Regions from separate parts of the Mus musculus genome. Here regions 1 and 3 are each linked to region 2. A link is a contact called in public promoter capture Hi-C data. All regions are on one chromosome and are shown on one strand. Each heading gives the region's core, a stretch centred on a gene start, on an enhancer-like site or on the middle of the called end of the contact. The rest is flanking DNA. Distances are from core to core; before and after follow the strand shown. Region 1 overlaps Eif2ak3 (eukaryotic translation initiation factor 2 alpha kinase 3). Region 2 holds the start of Thnsl2 (threonine synthase-like 2 (bacterial)). Region 3 holds the start of Cd8a (CD8 antigen, alpha chain).

Evidence for each region. Promoter capture Hi-C pulls out the DNA fragments that hold promoters and counts their contacts.
Region 1: a contact with region 2 is called in a promoter capture Hi-C map of embryonic stem cells, with 3 times the contacts expected there. The contact joins the enhancer-like site here to the promoter of Thnsl2 in region 2. A contact is called at or near these places in 1 of 39 promoter capture datasets (embryonic stem cells), 2 of 484 Hi-C or Micro-C datasets (the CH12 cell line and cortical neurons), 2 of 115 datasets of contacts at active chromatin or transcription factors (differentiating embryonic stem cells and embryonic stem cells) and 2 of 9 other capture datasets (adipose tissue and pancreatic islet).
Region 3: a promoter capture Hi-C map of stem cell-derived epiblast-like cells shows a contact between it and region 2, with 4 times the contacts expected there. The contact joins the promoter of Cd8a here to the promoter of Thnsl2 in region 2. A contact is called at or near these places in 17 of 39 promoter capture datasets (the 3T3-L1 cell line, 3T3-L1-derived adipocytes, the C10 cell line and 9 more), 5 of 484 Hi-C or Micro-C datasets (the CH12 cell line, bone marrow-derived macrophages, embryonic stem cells and 2 more), 9 of 115 datasets of contacts at active chromatin or transcription factors (bone marrow-derived macrophages, double positive thymocytes, effector CD8 T cells and 4 more) and 5 of 9 other capture datasets (adipose tissue, embryonic stem cells, liver and 2 more).

What each region holds. Positions count from the first base shown.
Region 1 is chr6:70,897,741-70,902,555 of GRCm38.p6, reverse strand. Eif2ak3 (eukaryotic translation initiation factor 2 alpha kinase 3) reads right to left here. Exons shown (of 17, transcript NM_010121.3): 15 at 2,223-2,324; 16 at 1,089-1,151. Among named protein-coding and RNA genes, the nearest start is that of Tex37, 19 kb to the left of the region's middle. Within about 2 kb of position 2,820, at least 9 of the 459 cell types and tissues checked have an H3K27ac peak or open chromatin away from gene starts, as enhancers often do. A contact at or near this core is called in differentiating embryonic stem cells and embryonic stem cells, where this site is marked.
Region 2 is chr6:71,143,075-71,147,485 of GRCm38.p6, reverse strand. It overlaps Thnsl2 (threonine synthase-like 2 (bacterial)), which reads left to right and starts at 3,106. Exons shown (of 9, transcript NM_001033929.2): 1 at 3,106-3,195.
Region 3 is chr6:71,371,930-71,376,686 of GRCm38.p6, reverse strand. It overlaps Cd8a (CD8 antigen, alpha chain), which reads right to left and starts at 3,260. Exons shown (of 5, transcript NM_001081110.2): 1 at 2,690-3,260; 2 at 2,080-2,184; 3 at 1,818-1,928; 4 at 769-799. The coding sequence starts at 3,134.

The sequences.
Region 1 (4,815 bases), core at 1,571-4,070, 240 kb after region 2:
AGAGTTGACAGCAGGGCACCTGCTCCTCCCCTGGTCTCTGCAGGGCCTCACAGGCACACATGCATATACCACCTATACATGCACAGGCTTGTGCGCGCGCGTGCGCGCGCGCACACACACACACACACACACACACACACACACACACACACGCCCCCTATAATAAACAAACAAACAAATTTACAAATAGGCAGCAGGCTGAATTTAGCCCGTTAGCTTTGCTGCAAATGTACAGAGGCTATCTGGGTGTAAAAAGCCTTTTATAATGAAATGAAATGAAAGGTTTTAGAATCACATCCCTGAGGCATAGATGTCACCTGATTTTAAATGTAGATTCATTTTACAAATACACGTGAATTTACAATAATCTCAATAAAGCATTTCTAAAGCCAAGATTTATCAATGTGTAAGCATTAAAGTGCTAAGCTTTAGACCTCCACACACTATAGGAATAAGTTACAAAAAGAAATGATGTTACAATGTCTTTTTAACCCGAGGACCAGCTTAATCTACCAATCTCCTAAACCACCTCCCGTGTGGCCTGAAGAGCACCTGGAGCCTCCCTCTGCTTAAGAATAAGCCATTTTTAGAGCTCTCAGACCAAATCCCAGCACGGAGTTAACATAGACTGCTCCTGTGAGGGGCTTTATGAAGTCAGCCTCAGGGAAGGTGGCGGTGCAGCCTGACCTCTGCAGGCCACTGGGTTCAGGGCAGTCCTAACAACCTGGTCTCCTAGATCAGTGCTCTCGGCCTTCCTAATGCTATGACCCTTTAACATACAGTTCCCCATGCTGTGGTGACCCCCATCCATAAGGTTATTTTGTTGCTACTTCATAACTTTAATTATGCTACAGTTATGAATCATAATGTAAATACCTGTGTTTTCTAATGATCTTAGTCAACCCCTGTGAAAACTGTTTAGGTCTAAAGGCGTTGCGAGCCATTGATCTAGAATGTTGGGTGTCTCACCTGAAAAGGCAAAGCTGACCAATTGACTGCTAAGGACCCTTTGTGTTTCAGGGTGTCTTAAGAACAATTTAAGCACTTAATGTGATGATTTTAGAGAAAGAGCTGAAAATTATCCATACCTCTTGGGGATATTTCTGAGTGAACAGTAGAGGAAACTTGAGATTTCTGACATCAGTTAAAATCTAGAAAGAAAGAAAGTTAATCTTTTAGCTTTATTTTGTCGTATGTCCACTTCTCACACATGCTAGATAAGTACACTGACAACACCCCAGCCTGTCTTTTCCCTTTCCTTATTTTTATTAATGTGCCTATGTGCTCATGCCTGTGTGTGTATGCATGTGCACCCAGGCAGCCCAGGTATTAGTCCCTGGAGTACAAGCAACTGTGAACTGCTTGCCATATGTAGATGCTGGGAACTGAACTCCTGTCCTCTGAATGAACAGCAAGGGCTTTCTGTGCCTTCTCTCTAGCCCCAAACTTTTCACTTTCTTCCCAGTGTCTTTGATGAACTGATTAATCCACAAATTTGATTCTTGATTCTTTGCTTGAGTGGATCTCTTATTTTGCTTAGACAGAGCTCACTCGGTAGCTGGTAGCCTTGACTGGCCTGGAACCTGCTCTGTTTACCAAGCCAGCCTCCAACACACAGAGATCTGCCCTGTCTTCGCCTCCCAAGTGCTGGGATTAAAGGTTGCAGTACCATACCCAACTAGTACTGTCTGACTGAAAACCTACGGTCATGATGTTTGGAAAACCTAGCCGTGTGCCATCTGCCAGCATCTGTCTGTGACTGCATGACCACTTGTCCTCCATAGGGTTTCCTCCATCCAACTGGCACTATTTCCTGCCCTCACTCACGTTACCCTCCCAGCTCCCTCTGGCTCTGCAGTGGTCACAAGGTTGCCAAATGCAAACTACTGTTAAGGTGATGATGAACTGATACCAACAGAACATCTAGAATAATCCTGTTGCTCACTGGGTCCCTTTTGCTCCTAGTTTAACTGTCTAATGGCATCGAGAATAAACTTAATGGCGCTGGAGAGTTCAGCTGTGCAGCTTAGAACTGCATGCAACTCCACTCCAGGGGCATCTGAAGCCTCCGACATCAGGGCATACCTGCACTCTCACACAACCGCACGCGCACACATGCGTAGTTAAAAGTTTAAAAAAGAAGAAACGTAACCACCAAAAAACTCTTGTAAATTGTAAGTAATCCCTCTGCCCGTCCTCATGGGTGCCTGAGACGCACTTACCCGGACTCGTTCCATCTGGGTGCTGAATGGGTAGAGGAGTTCAAACAGAATCAAGCCTAAAGAGAAGATGTCCACTTTATGGGAGTAGTTGTTTCCATGAATCTGAAATAGCATAAAGATATGTTAAAAAAAAAATTGCCCCAGAGGGAGCATATCATTAGAGTATTCACACAGAGATGGCTCAGTTCCTACGCAGCATCACGGGCCCTGAGCTGATTCAGTTACCTCTGGGTATGAGCAAAGAGTTAATCTCTAAGTCCCTCTCCTGCCCTCTTTCGATGTGGGCAGGTGTAATTACAGCACTAAGCATCACAGAGGGAAAGCCCAGGTAAGGCTCCAGAGAGATATGCATCAGCACGAAGGGCAGAAACTCGGAGCCTGGTGCTCTGGAGTCTGTAAGGGCCGCTCAGGCCCCCTGAGGTGAAGCTTTTCAAAGCGACACTATCTGAAGCCAATCTCATTTCTAATCACCGGAGTCCTGAAGTCGGTCATTACTGCAAGCCACTAATCAACCGGGGAGCCTTCATTACGCACTTAATTGCAGACTGCTCTGCATGCACAGCCCTATTTTTCATGTGCATATTTTTTGTGCCTTCCCAGTCCTGGCAGGGAAGAGACCTGCTGCTTTTGTGTTCCCTTCCCATCATTCAGCACTGGGCTAAGTACAGAGCAGGCCCTCAATAAATACCTGATACCACAGGGCAAAGAATCACATCTGCTCTGCTCTATTAAGGAAAGCCCCATTCAAATGCAAAGCGAAGTCCTGGAGCCTTGGGAGAGCCCTTTTATTTATGAACATTTCCTTAGGCCAGTTACTTGACTACAGGTAAACAGCCCTGGAACTGGCTCACCTCAAAACTGCTGTACCAGGGGGAGGGGGAGAGGAAACAGGTGACAGGACGGAGGCCATCACCCCCTCTCCTCCACATCACTCTAGCTATCTGCCTCTTTGGTTCCTTCTATGCAGGCTGGCTTCTGCTCACAAAATAGCAGGTGCAAAGTTCCACTGACTGTATCAGGTATGTACCCACCATACTATGATCTAAAGTGATTACTGCAACCTATAGCACTGTCCCTTGCCTCCCTCTGTGGCTTGGGAAGCCTTCAAAGAAAATGTCCAAGGACACTGGCAACATAGGTACGGGGGAAAAAGATACCCTCATACAATATTTGGGCAATGTAAACTGACTCATTCACAGTTGAATGAATGGAATCCTGTCCATGGCAGAGTCGATGAAGATGTAACAGAGATGCTGGGCCAATTATCCAAGTGACTGGCCTCCCAGCAAAACTGACATTAACTTTAGTGTTCAAAACAAACATTGAGCAATCTGAACTGCATGTATGTTTCACATCTGTCTGAGGATGTCCAAGAACTCATGAATGGTCACATGTGAATACTGATCGAAAACTATGAAACAAAATTCCAACTTTGGTTTCCAACATAACAATTTATATATAATATTAAAAGATATAAAAAGATATATTTACATATAAGATATGTGTGCATGCATGTACACAGCTGGAAATTTTATACTTATTTTTGGTAAACGCCTTTTTCTTTATTATATATTCCTATATTTTCCCATTCCTTTTAAAGAAGAAAGATTAATATATAAGGAGAAAGAATTATTAACATGTTACTGGATTGTAAAAATTGAGACTTAAAAGTTTTGGATTTTTATTTTATGTTCATTGGTGTTTTGCCTGCATGTGTGTTTGTGTCAGATACCCTGGAATTGGAGTTATAGCTGTAAGCTGCCATGCAGATGCTGGGAATTGAACCAGGGTCCTTTGGAAGAGCAGCCAGTGCTCTCAATGGCTAAGCCATCTCCCCAGCCCCCACATATTTATTTTGATTGCATGAATTTGTGGAGACTGAGCTACTTGAAGAGACCTTTTATTGAGCTTTGAAGAGCAGTTCGTTGCGTATCCCACGAGAGGGCAGCAGGACAGGCAGTAGCTAGAGTATGCCTGGCACCAACTACATCTGAAGGCCGAAAAGGTGAACTTTGTTAAAAGTGAAAGCAAGTGCTAGCACACGCCTTTAATCCCAGCACTCAGGAGGCAGAGGCAGCTGGATGTCTGTGAGTTCGAGGCCAGCCTGGTCTACAAAGTGAGTTCCAGGACAGCCAGGGCTACACAGAGTAACCCTGTCTCAAAAAAAAAAGAAAAGAAAAGGAAAAAAAAAAGTTGAGACTGCAGATCCCTGGTTTGAGATGGGGTTGGGAAATGGGAATTCTAGTTGTATTTTAATCACTATGCACTGCATAATGTAGTTAGAAGTAGTTTTCAAGGAAAATAATGGTTTGAATCTATTTTTTTCCCCCTGAGACAGGGCTTCTCTGTGTAGCCTGGCGGTCCTGGAACTCACACTGTAGACCAGGCTGGCCTCAAACTCAGAAATCCGCCTGCCTCTGCCTACTTAGAACATTTTTATTTTTCCTTCACTAAGTCTTAACTCCATCACTGAGAAAGCCAACCCAATTACTTAGGCCACCTGATTTCTCTCTTTCTCTGTGACTCCTAAATCTCTGCAGCAACCTTTTAATTTTTTTTCTCTTCCTCTTAAGTAGATTTGCTAGAGAAACTT
Region 2 (4,411 bases), core at 1,857-4,356:
CTGGAAAGAACCCAGATGCCCCTCAACAGAGGAATGGATACAGAAATTGTGGTACATTTACACAATGGAGTACTACTCAGCTATTAAAAACAATGATTTTATGAAATTCTCAGGCAAATGTGTGGAACTAGAAAATATCATCCTGAGTGAGGTAACCCAGACACAAAAGAACACACATGGTAGGTAATCACTGATAAGTGGATATTAGGAAAAAAGCTCAGAATACCCACAATACAACTCACAGACCATATGAAGCTCAAGAAGAAGGAAGACCAAAGTATGGATGCTTCAATCCTACTTAGAAGGGAGAACAATATAATCATGGGAGGTAGAGGGAGGTGGGGACCTGGGGGTTAGAGAGGAGGGGGATGGGAAAACTGGGGCAGGATCAGGTGTGGGAGGAGACTGGGAAGAAGTAAGGAGAGTCAGGAAATTGAATGGAGGTTTGTAGCAGTGGGGGATGGGGAACTGGGATAGCCACTAGAAAGTCCCAGATGCTAGGAAAGCAAGAGGCTCCCAGGACCCAGTGGAGATGACATTAGCTGAAATACCCAACAAAGGGAAGAGAGAACCTGTAGAGACCATATCCAGAGGTTAGGCACAGCCCCGGTTGAGGGATGGGGCCATCCACCCATGTCAAAAATATTAACCCAGAATTGCTCTTGTGTAAAGGAAATGCAGGGACAAAGAGTGAATCAGAGACTGAAGGAAAGGCCATGCAGAGACTGCCCCACCTAGGGATCCATCCCATCTCCAGACACCAACCCCAGACACTATTGCTGATGACAAGAGGCACTTGCTGACAGGAGCCTGGTATAGCTGTCTCCTGAGAGGCTCTGCCAGAGCCTAACCAATACAGTTGCGGATGCAGTTGGAGGGACTGATGGCTCCAGCAGTATATATAGCAGAGGATGGCCTTATCTGGCATCAATGGGAGGGGAGCCCCTTGATTTTGTGGAGGCGTGATGCCCCAGTGTAGGGGAATGCTAGGGCGGTGAGGTGGGAGTGAGAGGATAGGTGGGGGAGCACCCTCATAGAAGCAGGGGGAGGGGGAGAGGTTGGGGGTTTGCAGAGGAGGGACAGGGGAGGGAGATAACATTTGAAATGTAAATAAATAAAATAAACAATAAAAAAGAATGCCTTAGTCAGAATATATTTTTATTTTTTATTATTTTATGTGTATGAGTGTTTTGCCTGCAGGTATGCTTGCATGCCTGATACTGATGGAGGTCGAAACAGGGAGTTAGGTCCCCTTCATCTAAAATTACAGATGGTTGTGAGCTGCCTCGTGGGTGTTGGAAACTGAACTCCAGAAGAGCAACCAGTGTTTTGAACTGCTCCCGTCTCCAGCTCTAGTCTGACTATTTGATATTATTACTGCATTTTAATAAATAGATGGATAGATAGATAGATAGATAGATAGATAGATAGATAGATAGATAAAAGACAAGAAAAATGGAAGAAACTCATTTATGGCTCCAATATAGAATATGAATACTACAGTTTACTGTGCAGCCTGCTCTCAAAGTCCAGCCTTCTTCCTGGAGTTCCTGTCTTGAACACCCCAGAGGCAGTAACCCCTAATGATTAACTTAGTTGTCTCCAGCCTTTAGCTCCTCTCCTTGGTGAGAAGTCAAAGTACACTTCACAGAAGAACTTTGGGCTCCCTCTGGGCCCCAGGGTGGTGCTGTCCTGTAGGCCTGCCTGAGCCAGGCAGGGAGGCTGTCCTTGGATGCGATTTCTTTGGGAACACTGTAACAAACACTGCTGACTTTTGTGAGTCCCAGTTTTCCTGGCTTCTGAATGGTTAAATGCACCTCATGGAAAGTACAGAAACACGTTGGAGAAGGTCCATGGCTGACCTGTATCCCTCAATAGGTTGGTGCCTCTGACCTCTGTCAACTCTATGGCAAGTCCCTGGCCCATTTTGTACTCAGAAGGCCTATCCCATATCCTGAGCAGGGACAGTCTCTCAGTGCCTTCTACCAGGAGACTGAGCTGGCTACTCAGGGGCAGCTTCACACACTGTTGCCTAGTGGATGGCCTGTGTAGGGGAGGACTAGACGGCAGGCAACTTGAATAAGCACAGGCCTCAGGAGGAGGAAGGAGACAGGCAAAGACCAGGCCAAGGCCAGGGCTAAGAATAAATCTTAGACTGTACTTGTCTGGTCCATCTTCAAACCTATGTTTATCTTGGAGCGTGAATGTAAATCCTGGGACATTTGATCATGTTTGGAGAAAAAAATACCCCAAATTCTTGCTTTTTTCCCTCCCTGAAAAATAAATTAGGGCCTGAGACTGCAGCTCCACTGGTAAGGTGCTTGCCGAGCCCACACAAAGTTCTGCTTCGATTCCCAGCATAAGCCGTTGGTAACACAAGTCTGTAATGTCAGCACTCAGGAGATGGAGATGGAAGATCGGGACTTCAAGATCATCCTTTACTGTATAACCAGCTTCCATGAAGAAGGGGGGAGAACATAGAGAAAAGGAAGGGGAGGGGGAAACTGAGTCAGACTTACGCTTCTATAGATAGTATTGTTCTATTAAGAATTTTTTAGCTAAATGATGCACCCATCTGGTGGATTTTAGCACAGGCTCTTGGATTTATGTAAACCAGAATCCTGAAAGCCAAAGGATGGAATGGTGGAAGGCTAAGTCCTTCTTCCCACATTGCCCTCTGATTTCTCATCTAAAAACAAAACAAAGCTTTTAATCCCAGCACTCGGTGGAGGAGTTAGGAAAGGGATGTGCAAAGACAGGCAGATCTCTTTGTGAGTTCAAGGCCAGCCTGCTCTACATACAATCTCCTGAGTGGCCAGAGCTACATAGAGACAGGTCTCTCAATAAGTAAACAAACAAATAAAAACAGAACAAAATGTCACCGTCTTTTATTCTATCGAGTCTCAGCGAAGATCATGAGTCTAAAAGAGAATCCAGAGTCTGAAAGGCACTCATTGAACACAAAGGCTAGTGTTCCGGTGTCTGCCTTGTCCCCCACCCGACCCCCCTACTCCTGTCTTCCAAGCTCTGTCTTCTACCCCTCCCCGAAGTCCCTTCTCCACTCCCCCTCCTCCGCCCTCTGTAGGAGCTCCTCCCCAGCTTTGGCTTTAAACTCAGAACCTCCGGCTCAGGGAAGTCAGAGCTGTGCGCGTCGCCCACTGGACTCGGGTCTCCAGGCAGCTCCGCGCCCCTACGGTAACCTCGCCCAGTTCTCTGCTGCGTGCCCCCCACCCCGCGCTCTCCACGGTGACACGTCAGATTTCTGGCTGCTGTCCTGGTCCCGTAGCTCAGCTTGGCTTCCGGGCCACCGTTTTAAAGCCAGCTGGGGCCTTAGGATGGCAGCAGCCCCAATAGCCCTAGCAGCCCGCGCGGGTGGAGGATTTCTCATGTTTTTCTCCTGCAGCCAGGGTTCGGCAGTGTGGGAGTAACCCGGAAACTCAGGACAGTGCGCTGTGTTCAGAGGGTAGGGATGGGGTCTTAGGGTTCGGCGAGCTCGCCAGCGGGTGTACACCGCCCGCCCTCCCAGGCCTTGCTTTAAACTCCAATCCAGGAGTAGTGATCTACCACTAGGGGCGAGACTCCATGCCTCCCCACCTCCGCTACCGCCGCGCCGAATCCCGCCCCAAAGGCGGGATTACTGTTATTATTTATCGTGGTTATTGCCCTGTCTCCGCTCTGGAATAAAATCCAGAAACGTTCCAAAAAGTAATTATCACAGTAAAGTACAGCGGAGATCTGAGTCCAGAGCCCTGACACAACAGTCTTAAAAAAAAAAAAAAAAAAAAAGTCGTTAGCTGTTTCTTGTAGCTTTTTCTGCGCTGTCCCTTGAAGTGATCTTTCAGAACCGACCGACAGCCCTTAATCCTGTGAGAAGCTTGGGACTGTTTGCTAATCAAGCCATCTTCTTATTCTGGCACATGCTTAGCTCAAGCCGGGCTTTCTTCACCTCTGTGCCTTGTTCATGTCTTTCTTGGGTTGCAGAATCCCCACCTCAGTGCCCGGGTATCATGTGGTCCATTCTACCGAGGACCAAGGACAGGGCTTTGGAAAAATGTTCCTCATAGCTCCACCTGCTTCTGCCCTGTCCCAGCACCCCCAGCCCTTTGATCAGTAGAACTCCCTGGCTGCATTTCCTTTAGTCAGGTCCAGAATCCTTATGCAGCAAGGATTTCAGGGCAGTTTGCTCTAACGTTGTTCACAGCATTCCAGAACTCCCTGCAGTTACTGAAGGCACTGCTAAGCCTTTGACCTCCTGGCCCTGCTTCTGCCTTCTGAGCAGCTGTGCCTATGTCCCATGTCATGGACTCCTATGTGGGCTGATTCCTGTGTCCCAGATTCCTAACGTCATTTCTGTTTATACCCATTGCCCAGCATTACATTATCCACCCTGGTTCTATTTGATAATATTCTT
Region 3 (4,757 bases), core at 2,011-4,510, 230 kb before region 2:
CTTTCCTTTCGTCCTCAAGGCACCCAAAGAGGGGTCTGCACTGCTCAGGAGAGTTTAAAGACCCTGCCTCAGGTCACACAACTCTTAGGCAGCTGAAGTAGCATCTATGCCCAGTTAGGCTTCCTGGAACCTTCCTGAGTCCCAGGAGGGTGAGATTAGAAGCTGGTTGTTTTAAGTCAGCGGGTGGCCTGACTCTTATCCCAGTAGCCCAAAACTGAGAATCCAGAAGAGTGTGAGGTGCACCCTCAACCAAGCACAGTGCTGAGCTTAATGTCACACGAAAAGTGAGAGACCTGAGTGGCCCTGTAGAAACCCTCTGCCTTTAGGCTGAGACTTGGACCTGTGACTGTCTAGGGAACTAATTTGCATAGCTCCGGGGTTTAGTGCAAGGACGGGCTTTTCTATTTTACATTTCAAAATGAGAGTATTCAGAAAAAGTAAGCATAAGTAATTGTCTTGCAGAAGCTACCAAGCTCACTCCAGGTCCTGAAAATACTGAACACCTTTCCTCGTTCAGCTAGTCCCCTGCAACTCAGTCCTGCTGCTGTCCCACTGAGCACGTCTGTGGTCCTTCCTTTTCTCAGGAATGAATTCCAGCACCTCACCAGCTTTCTGCTTCTCCTAGTTCAGGATCTGGCTGACTCCTGGTCCCCTGCCACCAGGACTTCACTGGCATGACCTCTCTCTCTAGGAAAGATTCCCAAACCTCACCACTGGGACCACGGCTGCCCAGCGTGAGCAGACCTACAGATCAGAGACGTTACTCACCTGGGACATTTGCAAACACGCTTTCGGCTCCCTAGACAAGGAAGAAGGGAGAATGAATACCTGCCAGATACCGTTTCTATAGCTTCCTCTGCTCCAGAACTTTGAGTCTCAGAACTCTTCAGACTTGGAGTGAACACTACTTTGCCTACTCTTTCCTCAAGTTCCAATTAAAAATAAAACATTTCAGCCAGGCTGTGGTCACCCACGCCTTTAATCCCAGCACTTGGAAGGCAGAGGCAGGCGGATTTCTGAGTTTGAGGCCAGCCTGGTCTACAGAGTGAGTTCCAGGACAGCCAGGGCTACACAGAGAAACCCTGCCTTTAAAAAAAACCCAAATAAATAAATGCATAAATACATAATAAAAGAAAACATTTTAAATTTGGTTTGGTGGCCTATGCCCGTTGTCCCAGCACTCCCAAAATGAAGGAAGGCAGAAGGATCAGATCAGAAGTTTGGGGTTATCCTAGGCTACCTAACTAGTTGTAGGATAGTCTAGACAACATGAAAGGAAACCCTTTCTTGGGAAGGGAGAGGCATTGTAAATGCAGATGTGAGTGTCTCTGGGAATCTGTTGACCTGGTTGGTGTAATCACCTGTATAGACTCAGAGGAGTGAATGGTTTGTGAGGTGGGATTAAGGCAAATCTCAAGCCAGTCATGGTTGTGACTCAGCCTTCTTGGGCCCTGGTCTCAGGGCTATGTAAACCCCTCCTTAGTGTGCTTAAGTTATCCTGGCTGTGCTAACTGCTGATTTGGCTGCTCTTGGGGATCCTGGAACAGGGCTCTGTTCTGAAAAGTTCCCAGAGGGTGGAAAGAGCAGTGGGGTGGTATACCTGTCTCCTGCCTTCAAGAAAGAACCCACTACACTGGTCCTATAGGTCAGCTGGAACGCCCTCCCCCTTTTCCCCAACCTAAAAGTAATCTCCCTGAAGGGCTGTCTGGAGCAGGCACAAAGTGCAGACTCCTCCTGGAGCACAAAGCAGTCTCTTGGCGGGGGTGGGGTGGGGGGGTGGGTGGGGGGCTGGATGGGGGGAACTCCCCAGAACTTACTGTGGTAGCAGATGAGAGTGATGATCAAGGACAGCAGAAGGGCCACGCAGATTCCGGCCAAGGGTGCCCAGATGTAAATATCACAGGCGAAGTCCAATCCGGTCCCCTTCACTGACAAGATCCGAATGAATGGAATTTAGAAACCCTCTGGGACAGCCCCCAACCCTGCCCCCAGCACGTCTCCCGGTCCAGGTCTCCCTCCAAGATCAGGATTTTCCACCCCAGGCTATCTGCTTATCTCAATCGCTTGAGAGCACCTAACCTGAGCCACGGGGCCGACAATCTTCTGGTCTCTGGGGCTGAGATGTCCCGGTAGGGTGCACAGGTGAGGGAGTTCGCAGCACTGGCTTGGTAGTAGTAGAGTTCACTGCAAAAGCAATAGGGTGCCTGCGGGTCAAGCTGGAATTGTGGATGCACCAGCCCCTTTCCACTTAGCCTTTACCCAAGAAGGAGCCGTTTCCTAGCTTTTAACTAGAGGAAGAAGGAACCCCTGGATACGTGCTGGGCTACTCCGCTGCTCGCACACGCGGAGCCAAGTGTGATTTGGGGCCAATGTGCCTAGATCAGATCCAGCAGCTAAGCGACTGCGGCCCTCCACCAACCCAAAGCTGGAGTCAATACCAAAATTCTATCCTGGAGCCAACAGGGGCAGGATCACACGTGCATCCAGACTCCAGCCCAGATCCAGGGCGTTTAAAAATCACTTCCAATCCCACCCAGCACCTCAGCCTCAACTTTTTGGTCTGTAAAATGGGGACAGTATAGAAATCACCTCCAAGAGGCCCCAAGAGATTTAAGAAGAGGGAATCTGCGTGAAACTTGTTCAGATGTGACCCCTAAAACCCAGGAGACGGGAACCTCCACTTCCAAACCTTTCTGAAGGACTGGCACGACAGAACTGAAGTACATCACCGAGTTGCTGATGACTGAGCAGAAATAGTAGCCTTCGTTTTCCTTGCTGAACTTGTTCAGGGTGAGAACGTACTTATTATTCGTGTCCCTCATGGCAGAAAACAGTTTCGACGAATTCAGCTTCTCGTCCCACGTTATCTTGTTGTGGGATGAAGCCATATAGACAACGAAGGTGGGCTGGGGGAGTTTGGAGCTGGAGTTCTGGAAGAGCCAAGAGCATCCTTGCGAAACGGACCCCAACACTTCACATACCAGGTCCACCTTCTGACCAAGTTCGGCGTCCATTTTCTTTGGAAAGATTCGGAGTTCGGGTGCCTGTGGCTTAGCTTCTCCACTCCCCAGGATAATCGACTCACCCAGCAGCAGCAGGTTCAGCGACAGAAAGCGGGTCAACGGTGAGGCCATGGTGTGCTCTCCACCAGCAAGCAGCTTAGGTCAAGCTAGGGCTCTAGGGGAGGGGCCCAGGAACAGGGCGGAGGAGGTGCGGTGGGGGAGGCGTGTAGGGTCGGGGAAACTGCTCCTTTAGCCAGCTGCAGACAGAGCTGATTTCCTATGTGAGGATATGATGTCACCCAAAGTCCCCACCAAAGAGTGTCAACCACCTTTTAGGGGCCTGGGAACTCAGAGTGAGAATGCACCCTTGCAGAGCAAGTGGGAGGAATTGAAAACTGAGATTTGGGGAAGAGAAAACACTTGGAAGGGACCCTTAGGAATTGTTCTTCTGCAAGAGTGGCTGAAAGAAGAAGGATAAAGATTAAATCTTAATAAAAAAAATATGAGAGTGACAGGACATGAAGGGAGAGGAGTGCCCACTCTCCCTTTTCTTTTTCTTGTAGATAGGTTCTTGGGTTCCCCAAGCTTGCTTCAGACTCACTTCATGGCAAAGGTTGGCCTTGAATTCTAGACCCTCCTGCCCTTCCACTTCTTTTGCTGGCAGTAGTGTCTTTTTGTGTTTTTGCTTCTTGTCTGGAGGTTGAGTGGAAAGAAAATGTACAGAGATTCCAGCAGAGCAGACCAGACACTAACCAGAAGGGACTTGCACCTCCCATCAAGGGGACTTGCAAGGGGGCAGTTCAATGGGAGCCTTGAGTGGCACTCTTAGCTGCTGACAATATCCTTCCCTGGCCTCCCACCCAGGGAGCAAAGCTCACCTCCCAGTCTCATCCCTTCTTAGAACCATGGCAACAGCCTCCACACCAAATGCTCGCCAACTGGATGATCCAGCTACACACTTTGACCCTCATTCTTATCCAGGGGATCTGACAGCATCACCCCATGGCCTGCACAGCTAGAGGAAAACACCTCTCTGACTTGGTTGGGGACTAGCCCTTGGATAGGTGCTGGCTCCACCCAAGCCACCATCCCTGGCTTTGCCATGTGCCCGCCTGCAGCCACTGCCTCATAGACAGACACTTCCCTGGTTACTTATTTCTACGTTTCTAAGGTCTTGCTGCTCTCTGCCTGGCAAATGCTGGGCCCCTGCCATCTGACTTGGGCCTTTGACTTTCTCTGTTGCTTGTATGCATGTGTGTGTCCTGGGTGAATCTTGGGTGCAGGCATTTACTCTTCTCTGTCCCTGGCACACATAGACTTCATTCTTTCTTGCCCACTGCAGTCCTGAAAGCTGCCAGTCTCAGGGATGTGCTTTCTTCTTGCTTGTATGTGGCTTGTACTTAGTGGGGTTTTCCACTTGGAACCCCATACAGGGTGTGCCTCCCACGTTACTGCTTCATTCTAGTTGGAGACAGGTTGCCTGGCAGTCTCTACCCCACATCTGAGTTCTGCCCAGTGGCACGCTGTTTACCATAACCGCCACAGTGCTGGGTATGGCCACCATGTCCAGTTTACACAAACAAGTGTGTTGTTGATGTTATATTCTTATTTGTGTTTACTGAACTGCACCCCTCTGAATAGGTTTGCCTTTTGTCATTGTTTATGTTTGATGACAAGATCTCAAATAGGCTGGCCTGGAACTTACGACATAGTTCAAGCAGGCCCTAGTTTCATGATAGTCCAATTGCATTAGTC